Linked DNA regions of Sus scrofa: region 2 is linked to region 1. Evidence: chromatin contacts called from public HiChIP or PLAC-seq data. All regions are on one chromosome and are shown on one strand. The core of a region is the stretch at or near the end of the contact, and the rest is flanking DNA. Distances in the headings are between cores, read along the strand shown.

The links. HiChIP or PLAC-seq counts read pairs in DNA pulled down with a chosen protein or histone mark.
Region 2: an H3K27ac HiChIP or PLAC-seq map of skeletal muscle shows a contact between it and region 1. The contact joins two enhancer-like sites. A contact is called at or near these places in 4 of 47 Hi-C or Micro-C datasets (heart right ventricle, psoas muscle and skeletal muscle) and 1 of 2 datasets of contacts at active chromatin or transcription factors (skeletal muscle).

The regions. Positions count from the first base shown.
Region 1 is chr7:36,206,379-36,210,555 of Sscrofa11.1, reverse strand. No RefSeq gene overlaps it. Among named protein-coding and RNA genes, the nearest start is that of TSPO2, 140 kb to the left of the region's middle. Within about 2 kb of position 2,170, at least 3 of the 83 cell types and tissues checked have an H3K27ac peak or open chromatin away from gene starts, as enhancers often do. A contact at or near this core is called in skeletal muscle, where this site is marked.
Region 2 is chr7:36,301,150-36,305,132 of Sscrofa11.1, reverse strand. All of the region lies in intron 1 of LOC106504407 (a long non-coding RNA gene), which reads left to right. Among named protein-coding and RNA genes, the nearest start is that of TSPO2, 44 kb to the left of the region's middle. Within about 2 kb of position 2,517, at least 18 of the 83 cell types and tissues checked have an H3K27ac peak or open chromatin away from gene starts, as enhancers often do. A contact at or near this core is called in skeletal muscle, where this site is marked.

The DNA.
Region 1 (4,177 bases), core at 921-3,420:
AATTATACCTGATTTTAAAGGATGTTCTCCTGCTGTTATTTCTATTGGTTGGTTTTAATTTCCTGTTTGAACAGGGCCACCAGGAATACTCTGTCCACATGTCCTGGGCACATGTGCCCACAGACGCGGGTGTACATCATTCACATGACTTTTCACACTTAGGGCTTTTACAAAAGCTCTTCCCTAGGCTTGGACATGCCTCTTCATCGTGCTCTTGTCTGCTAAACTTAAGACTAACTCACACAGTGTCTTCTTTGCCAATCTTCCTCCCACATCTCCACACTCTTGCTTTGTCTGTGCTGCCACTTGAATACTAGTCTCAGCCTACTGAGAAGCACGTTGTGTTGTACTGGCCCTTCTGGTTCTTACTATGCTTGCAAGATGCTCTTTAGCAATAATCTTCAGGAAACTTTGAAAAAAAAGAAAGGTTACAGAACCTGGAAATTGCACAGCACCCCCAGGGCCACACAGTGATATTGAGTGTGTGTGTGGGGTGAGCATGCATGCATGGGCACACACACACCTACACCCTCCCACACATACACACACACTGAGGTTTGGCTTCTGTTGAGGTTGAGGGCGGGGGCCCAGAGTTTTGCAGCCTCACTCTTTTTGTTGTTGTTGTTTTCTTTTCAGGGCTAAAGCTGCGGCATATGAAAGTTTCCTCGCTAGGGGTCAATTTGGAGCTGTAGCTACTGGTCTACACCACAGCCACAGCAATGCCAGATCCAAGCCACATCTGCGACCTACACCATAGCTCATGGCAATGTTGGATCCTTAACCCACTGAACGAGGCCAGCGATTGAACCCGCATCCTCGTGGATGCTAGTCGCATTCTTTATGGCTGAGCCACCACAGGAACTTCCCGACACATTCTTTTCTCCTTCAACAAACATCTATTGAATCGACTCTGTGCTGGGCACTGCCCTATGTGCTGGGAATGAAACAATGAACAAGACTGTGCCCTCAGTGAACCTGCATTTGAATGGGCAAGCTCTGCCCTTAAGTAGCCAACTTTATAGCCCGGGGGAAGCCAAGGGGCGCTGCTTTTAAAAAAGGCTAATGAGGTCTGTGGCTTCAGGTAGATGAAAGGCAAGCAAGATGCCACTTCAGGTCATGGAAAGACAATCCCTGGGGCTGGATGGAAGCCAGAGCTCAGAGCGAATGTCCTTACAGGGCAAGGGTGTCCTTGTTAAGCACATCTGACCCCCTGGCGTTTGCATGATTGGACTGGGTCCCCAGTAAGAAAGCCTAAGCTCATCTTACTTCTCCAACAGCAAGCTTCGTCTGGTAGATCTTCAGTTAATTTCTGTAGAATTAAGTCGACTCTCACCAACCTTTCATCAGGATGTAACCTCCCCAGAAGCTTGGGAGATGAAGGGCGAGCTGGCAGCCCAGTGGCATCTTGGCTGGGGGAGGGGGATAACGTTGCCTTGTTTAGATGCCGGGGATTATTTTAGAGTGTGTGTCACTTGGCTCTGTCTGCTGGAGCCAGCCTTTTCTGGGAAGCTGAAGAGTGGATCTCATCTAGCTTATCATATTAATACCCCCTGAACTCCTACACCCCCGGGCTTTGGGAGTCGGAATGCCTCTGATGCAAAAGTACTAAACTGCTGGGAAATGGGATGTTTGTCAAGGGATGGAAGGCTGGGTCCGGATGCCACGGGCTCCCCAACTTGGTGCGAGGCCCTTGGAATCAGCTGAGTGCCACAATCTCTTGGGGTCCCTTTCCGCTTGGCCACTCCCTTTCTGAGAACGTTTCTCTCTCCCAGGCCTTTGGCTGCTGCCTGTAGGCTGCTCCCTCTTACGAGGCATCCTTGGCCATCAAATAGGCTGCTGTGAATCAGCAGAATTGGCCTTCGGCTTTGGTCTTTGGGGACAGCTGCCTACCTCGTGTGTTTTTGCAGGCTCCCGGGAAAGGGATTTTTTCCCCTACGCATGTCCCCGAAATACCTTCTCTATCAGCCTTTGGATGTTGGGGATGGCTTTCCTGTGGACAAAGCCTTCCATTCCACAATGAGGGCCCCAAATAGAAATGAATGCACATGTGTTTGGCATCGCCCACAACAAGCTGTTCTTGGCCTCGCGCTCCTGCTCGTGCTGTGCCCTCTGCCAGGCATATCCTCCCTATGCCCTCATTTCCCCTACACTGATCCTTTAAGAGGCAGTTCAAACGTTTCTTGCCCTAGGGTGTGTTGTAATTGGTTTCTCTCGATTGCAAGAAACAGACTCACTCAGACCCAGGCTGGTGGGAGAGGGGTGAGGCAAGGATAAAAATAGAAGCAAGAAGGAGGATTGGACGCCTGGACATTCAGGAGAAGGAGACCTAACTATCCGTTCCTCCAGGGTGTCTGCCCCGCAGAGACTTGGAGCTTGAAAGCAGGGATTACGCTTTACTCATGCTGGAAACCTCAGACCTAACACGGAGCCCAGTACCCAGGATACACCCAATAGATGTCTGTTGACTAAATGAATGACCAAGTAATTAAATCCTAAGTATGGGTAGATGATGTCAGCTTTGTCTTTGAGGTACCGATAGTCTAGTTGGAGAACTTGAAAGCAAATGAACATGAAATAATATTAAGAGAGAACCAGTGCATAACAATGGTTAAGACCTGACCCAAAACTTGCAAGATGAATACATCAAAGGAGCCTTAGGGGCAATGAGATTTAGTTAGCAAATAGCCCTGAGAAAGACTTTAATTCACACTAGTGTGCCACTGACTGATGTTAGACTTTTTCTGAGTGCAGGCTTTTTATCTTTGTTCTTTTTAGGGCTGCACCTGCGGCATATGGAAGTTCCCAGGCCAAGGGTCGAACCAGAGCTGCAGCTGCAGGCTTACATCACAGCCACGGCAATGTGGACCTGAGCCACATCTGCAGCCTACGTGGCAGCTTGCAGCAATGCCGGATCCTTAACCCACTGAGCAAGGTCGTGGATTGAACCCGCAGCCTCATGGATACTAGTTGCATTCTTAACCTTCTGCGCTACAACGGGAATTCCAGAGGGCAGACTTTTGATGGGGAAAATTGAATTAGTGTACAGTTTCCTATAGGGTCTCATAAAGGACAGCCAAGGATGGCAAAGGGGAAGGTAGGGGCACAGAGACAAATCTCAAGAGGTCTTGTACGTGCTGGGCTGGGCTGCAACAGTGGGGTGCATTAGATACCACCCCGACTCCCTCAGGCGCATGGTAGTGGATCAGTGATCCCCAGGGGTCTAATCAGATTGGCAGATCCAACAGAAAGAGCAAGGCTGTGCCCTGTGTCTGCTGAGGGAGTGCCTGCTGCTCGTCGTGAATTAACAGGAAGACTCTGGGGTGGCCCTCAGGACTCCACAGTGAACCACAAGGGGCAGCCCCACACTTTCCGATTTCATCAGCTTAAATCAAAGGCCAAGAAAGAAGAGGACTTTGCAGCTCTCTGTCTTAGAGACTGGCCCCGGGTGAGTTCCATACCATTCCTCCTTTTGGTTGGATGTGTTTCTCTGAAAATTCTCACCAAATTTGTAGCCCTTGGACAGGCTCTACCCGCTCTCCAAGGAGAAGCGGTGAATGGTTGTGAGCGATTCCTAGGGTCTCCTCTCACGATGTTTGGTGTCCATCCCAGCACTTGGAATTTCATCTTTTCTTCTACTTGAAATGAAGTAAGTGGCAACTCAACCGAAGCCATGGAGCCCACAACCCTGCTGAACCCACGGAGCCTAACTAGGCTCAGAAAAAATTCAGCTTTTCTCATATTTGTGCAGTGTCTTGAGTTTAACCTGTTTGCCCACATATCCTCCTTTTCTTCTTTTGCTTTTTACTGATTAAACAGCCTTTCGTGGAGAGCTTATTATATGTGAGCACAGTTCTAGGCATTTTAGCATATGGGTTGGGCAGCTGGTAACCGAATGTTCACCTAATTGTGGCTTAAGCAATTCAGACACCCATCTCATGAAATAAGAAAGAAATCCTGGGCAGTTCCCATTGTGGCCGACTAGTATCCATGAGGATGAGGGTTCGATCCCTGGCATCGCTCAGTGGGTTAAGAATCTGGCATTGCTGTGGCTGTGGTGTAGGCTGGCAGCTGCAGCTCTGATTCAGCCCCTAGCCTGGGAATTTCCATATGTCGTGAGTGCAGCTGGAAAGAAAGAAAGAAAAGAAAGTCCTGGGCTGGAATCTCCAGAAGCTGCCAG
Region 2 (3,983 bases), core at 1,268-3,767, 94 kb before region 1:
ACCACACTAAGCAGCAGGGCCTTAGAACCTCCAGCCTTGATTTCCTAGAAAAGAGCCTCAGCCGGGTGCCATGTCTGAATTCTACGTGGGCCATCGGGAGCGTAAGGACCTTCCCTCCCGGGGAGACTGCGGCTGTGTAGCGGGAAAGCCTAGGTAAGGAGGACTCCACCACACATTAGCCCTGTGGGAGGCGCCTTAGTCAGGTCAGCTAAATTTTGCCGGAATCACCCTACACATCTCAGCGGTTTACAGCAGAACCTTCTTTCTCACCCATGCTACAAGCCTATTGGCATCCCGCTGGCACCCCGCTGGCACTCCATCATGTGTCCTCTCAAGGACCACGGCTCTTGGATACAGTGCTTTCTAGAATACCAATGGTCATCACGACAGCGGGGGAAAGAGAAGCCAAAAAGCCACGTCCTAGCTCTTAAAACTTTACCTCAAGTGACATGCGTGACTTCTGCTCACCTTTCAAGGGCCACAAGTCATAGCATCACATCCATGTACCACAGAGTAGAGGTGTGTATTTCTCCCACAGAGAGGGGCCCTGACTATTTGGGACAATAATACAGTCTTTGATGGAAAGCAACCAATTCTGCCTAAAACAGCAGTCGTATGCTGTTTGAAGTCTGACAAAAAATGACGGTCAGAAAAGATCTGAAGGAAGCTGCCATGTGGGGAATTGTATTTTCTCCCCTGAAATGATTTCATGCTTGTTGGAGCCATCATATTCGGAAATCCTTTTGCTGTCCTCAAATATTGATAAGTAGGACCTGTTTAGTCACATAGCTATTAGCCGCATCACTCCAGAACGCCCTGGCATACGCCTAGTGGTGGGCTGAATTTTCTCCCAATTCCTATCTCTGATCCCCCACCTTTTTTCCCACTTCCTTTCTTCTCTGAGCTCCAAAACCCTGTGACTCCTCCGTGGTCACCTAAGATTTTCATACTCCTTTCTCAAGAGACTGGTAATTTCTACTTATGGGATTTTCGTGCTATTGGTCCAGTAGAGCAAGGGGGTCTTAGGAAGTCTTTCCGTCTGAGGAGCTGAATTTCCACCACAGATGTGATTCACTGAGAGAGATTAGCATTTTTTCTGTTCTTCATCATTACTGAAACATTTTTGATATTCAATCATCCGGCCAGAAAAGCAATGACTAAAAATCACAGCTATTAAAGCAGGTTAGGGGAGTTCCCATTGTGGCTCAGTGGGTTAAGACCCTATATAATAGTGTCCATGAGGATGCAGGTTCAATCCCTGGACTCAATCATTGGGTTTAGGATCTGGTGTTGCTGCAAGCTGTCGAGCAGGTTGCAACTGCAGCTCTGATTGGACTCCTAGCCCAGGAACTTCTATATGCTGTAGGTGTGGTTGTAAAAAGAAAAAAAGAAGAAAAAAAAAGTGCTTTGAAGAAAGAAATACCTGAGGTCTATTTGGTACTTTATTACTGTTCTTTGGGCCAGTCCCGGCTCACTCTTACTCTGTATGCCTAGATCATATCCCCAAGTGTCTGTCCTACTCCTGGAGGGGGAGGCAGTACCCTCTCTTGTGGCTCTGGGATGTGTCACCAGCAGCCATCAGAAACCTTTCCTTGAGGGAGGTTTTTCTGTTTCCTTGAAGGGATGTTTCTGGGCCACAGCCACAGGCAGCCTGTCACCCACCTGGCAGGGAGAGCGCATGAAAAAGGCAGCCTTATTCACTTTTTTTTTTTTTTTTTTCTTTTTGCCTCCTTATCAACTGGGACAGTTTGTTTTTCCCTCTGACTCCTGGATACAGAATTTCAGGACTGAAAAGGGGCCCCCCTGCTGTTTCCTTCAAGAGACAAAATACAAAGAGTGTAGCTACTGACAGAGCATCATTACATTTCAGTGCGAAGAATATTTATAATTGTGTTTTCCAATCAGACGTTTTCCCAGCCAGTTTATTTACCCTGTTTTTGATTTTGAGGCCCATTTCCTACTTTGTTTTGTTTTGTTTTACTGGCCTTAGCGGTGTCTTTTGTGAGCGGGTAATTTGCTCTCTGGTCTCTTAGCAACCAGGAACTTTTCCAGCTGAATCAGACCTTGGAGTTGCAAAGTTTATAATGAACCTGCTGAAGGACAGTATCTCTCCCAGAGCCAACAATTTTAAACCAATGTTTGAACAAGAAAATTAACCGGGGTTTCCGGATACCTACGCTCTTAAAGGCAACGTCAGACGAAACACGCGTCCCTGGGTCCTGGGCCCAGCTGGCCCAGTTTTTGTCCTCTGCTGTGGCACCAGCCACTTCCGCTTCTCTGCTCCTGGGCTGCTGTGAAGCAGAGGGAGCCTGCCCGGAGAGGGAAGGACCGTGCCCTCCCTGGAGGAGGTTGAGTTGGAGGTCCAGGAGTGGCGGGATCACGTGTCTCCATCAGTTTCACTCCCTGCAGGTTGATTTCGTGCCCACAGTGGGGTGAGGGCGCTGGCTGGGAAATGCAGGGAGAGCTCTCAGGCTAGTGAAAGACATCAATAAATCACTTCCTATCCAGAGCTTAGTCTGACGTGTGAGATCTAAACAAGGACGACTGGAGGACGGAGGAGAACTTGGCCAGGGGAGTGGGGTGAAAGCTTGTGCCAGTGACCGCCCTGGAGGCAGGATGGAGAGTGGGTGAGGAGGCGGGGCCACCTCCCTCCACCTTCAGCAAGGATGCGGGGTGTCACACCCTCCTGGCATAGCTCACTCGGGGGCAGGGAGCCCCAAGCTCAGTTATTAGCCAGTGTGAGTGTTGACTAATGCTTGGAGTTACCTACGGCTGTGTGAAAATAACACCCCAAAGCTTAAGGATCCAAAACACCGCTGTTTTATCGTGCTCTCAGATTCTGTGGGTCAGGAGGTACAAGAGGGCAGGGCATGGCTCTTCTTTGCTCCTTGGTGTCTGGGGCTTCAGGCGAGAACTTGAATGGTGGAGGTGTCTTCAACCGCTGGGGTCTGGACCACTTCGAATCCAGTTTCTTCACTCATAAGTCTGGCAGCTGGGCTGGGCTGGCTAATATCTGCGTGTGGCCTCTTTGGCAGGGAGCTCTCAGGATCGTTGGATTGGAGGCTCGAGGCTCAGGGTTCTAAGAGCAAGTAAAGTGTCTCCGAGCGGGAGGCAGAATTGCATGGTCTTTTGCGTCCTTGTCTCGGGAAGCTACGTGGCTTTGCTTCCATACCCCCTATGGCTACAGCATCAAGGAGCCACCCAGATGAAGAGCAGGAGACATAGACCCAACTTTCAACAGAAAGAGGTTCAAAATATTTGCAGTCATGCTGAACTCACCATACAAGGAGCCAGGGGTCCTGACTTCTTGTCTGACTCTGCCTCTCACTTGCTGTGTGACCTTGGGTTAGCTGCTTCTCCTCTCTGAGCTCTGGCTTCTTCATCTATTCAGTGAGGGGTCACCAGGTTTATTTCAAGTTCCTTCTCAGGAGCAGCAGCATGGCAAATGCTCTTTATTACCTATTGGTTCCAAGTAGGCTTATTATTTTTCTTTTTTTCTTTTTAGGGCCGCACCTGGGCATGTGGAAGTTCCCAGGCTAGGGGTTGAATGAGAGTTGCAACTGCTGGCCTACACCACAGCCATAGCAATGCGGGATCCGAGCTGCATCTGAGATCTATGCTGCAGCTTGCAGCAATGTCCCAGATCCTTAACCCACTGAGCGAGGCCAGGGATTGAACCTGCATCCTCACTGACGTGATGTGGTTCTTAACCTGCTGAGCCACAATGGGAGCTCCCCAAGTGAGCTGAATTTTAACTATAGGAATGGACCTCCAGTTGAATCATGTGCATAACTGGGTAGATATGCTTGTTAGAATTTTCATGCTATTGGAAACTTGAGGGAACCTGGCCTAGCACCCTCTCTAAACTGAGGTTTAGAGAGGCTGAAGTCCAGGAATAATATAATGATGGACATTAACTGAGAAATAGAACCTGGGCCCCTGACTCAGTCATCCTGGATGCTTTCTGCTTACCTTATTTTTTA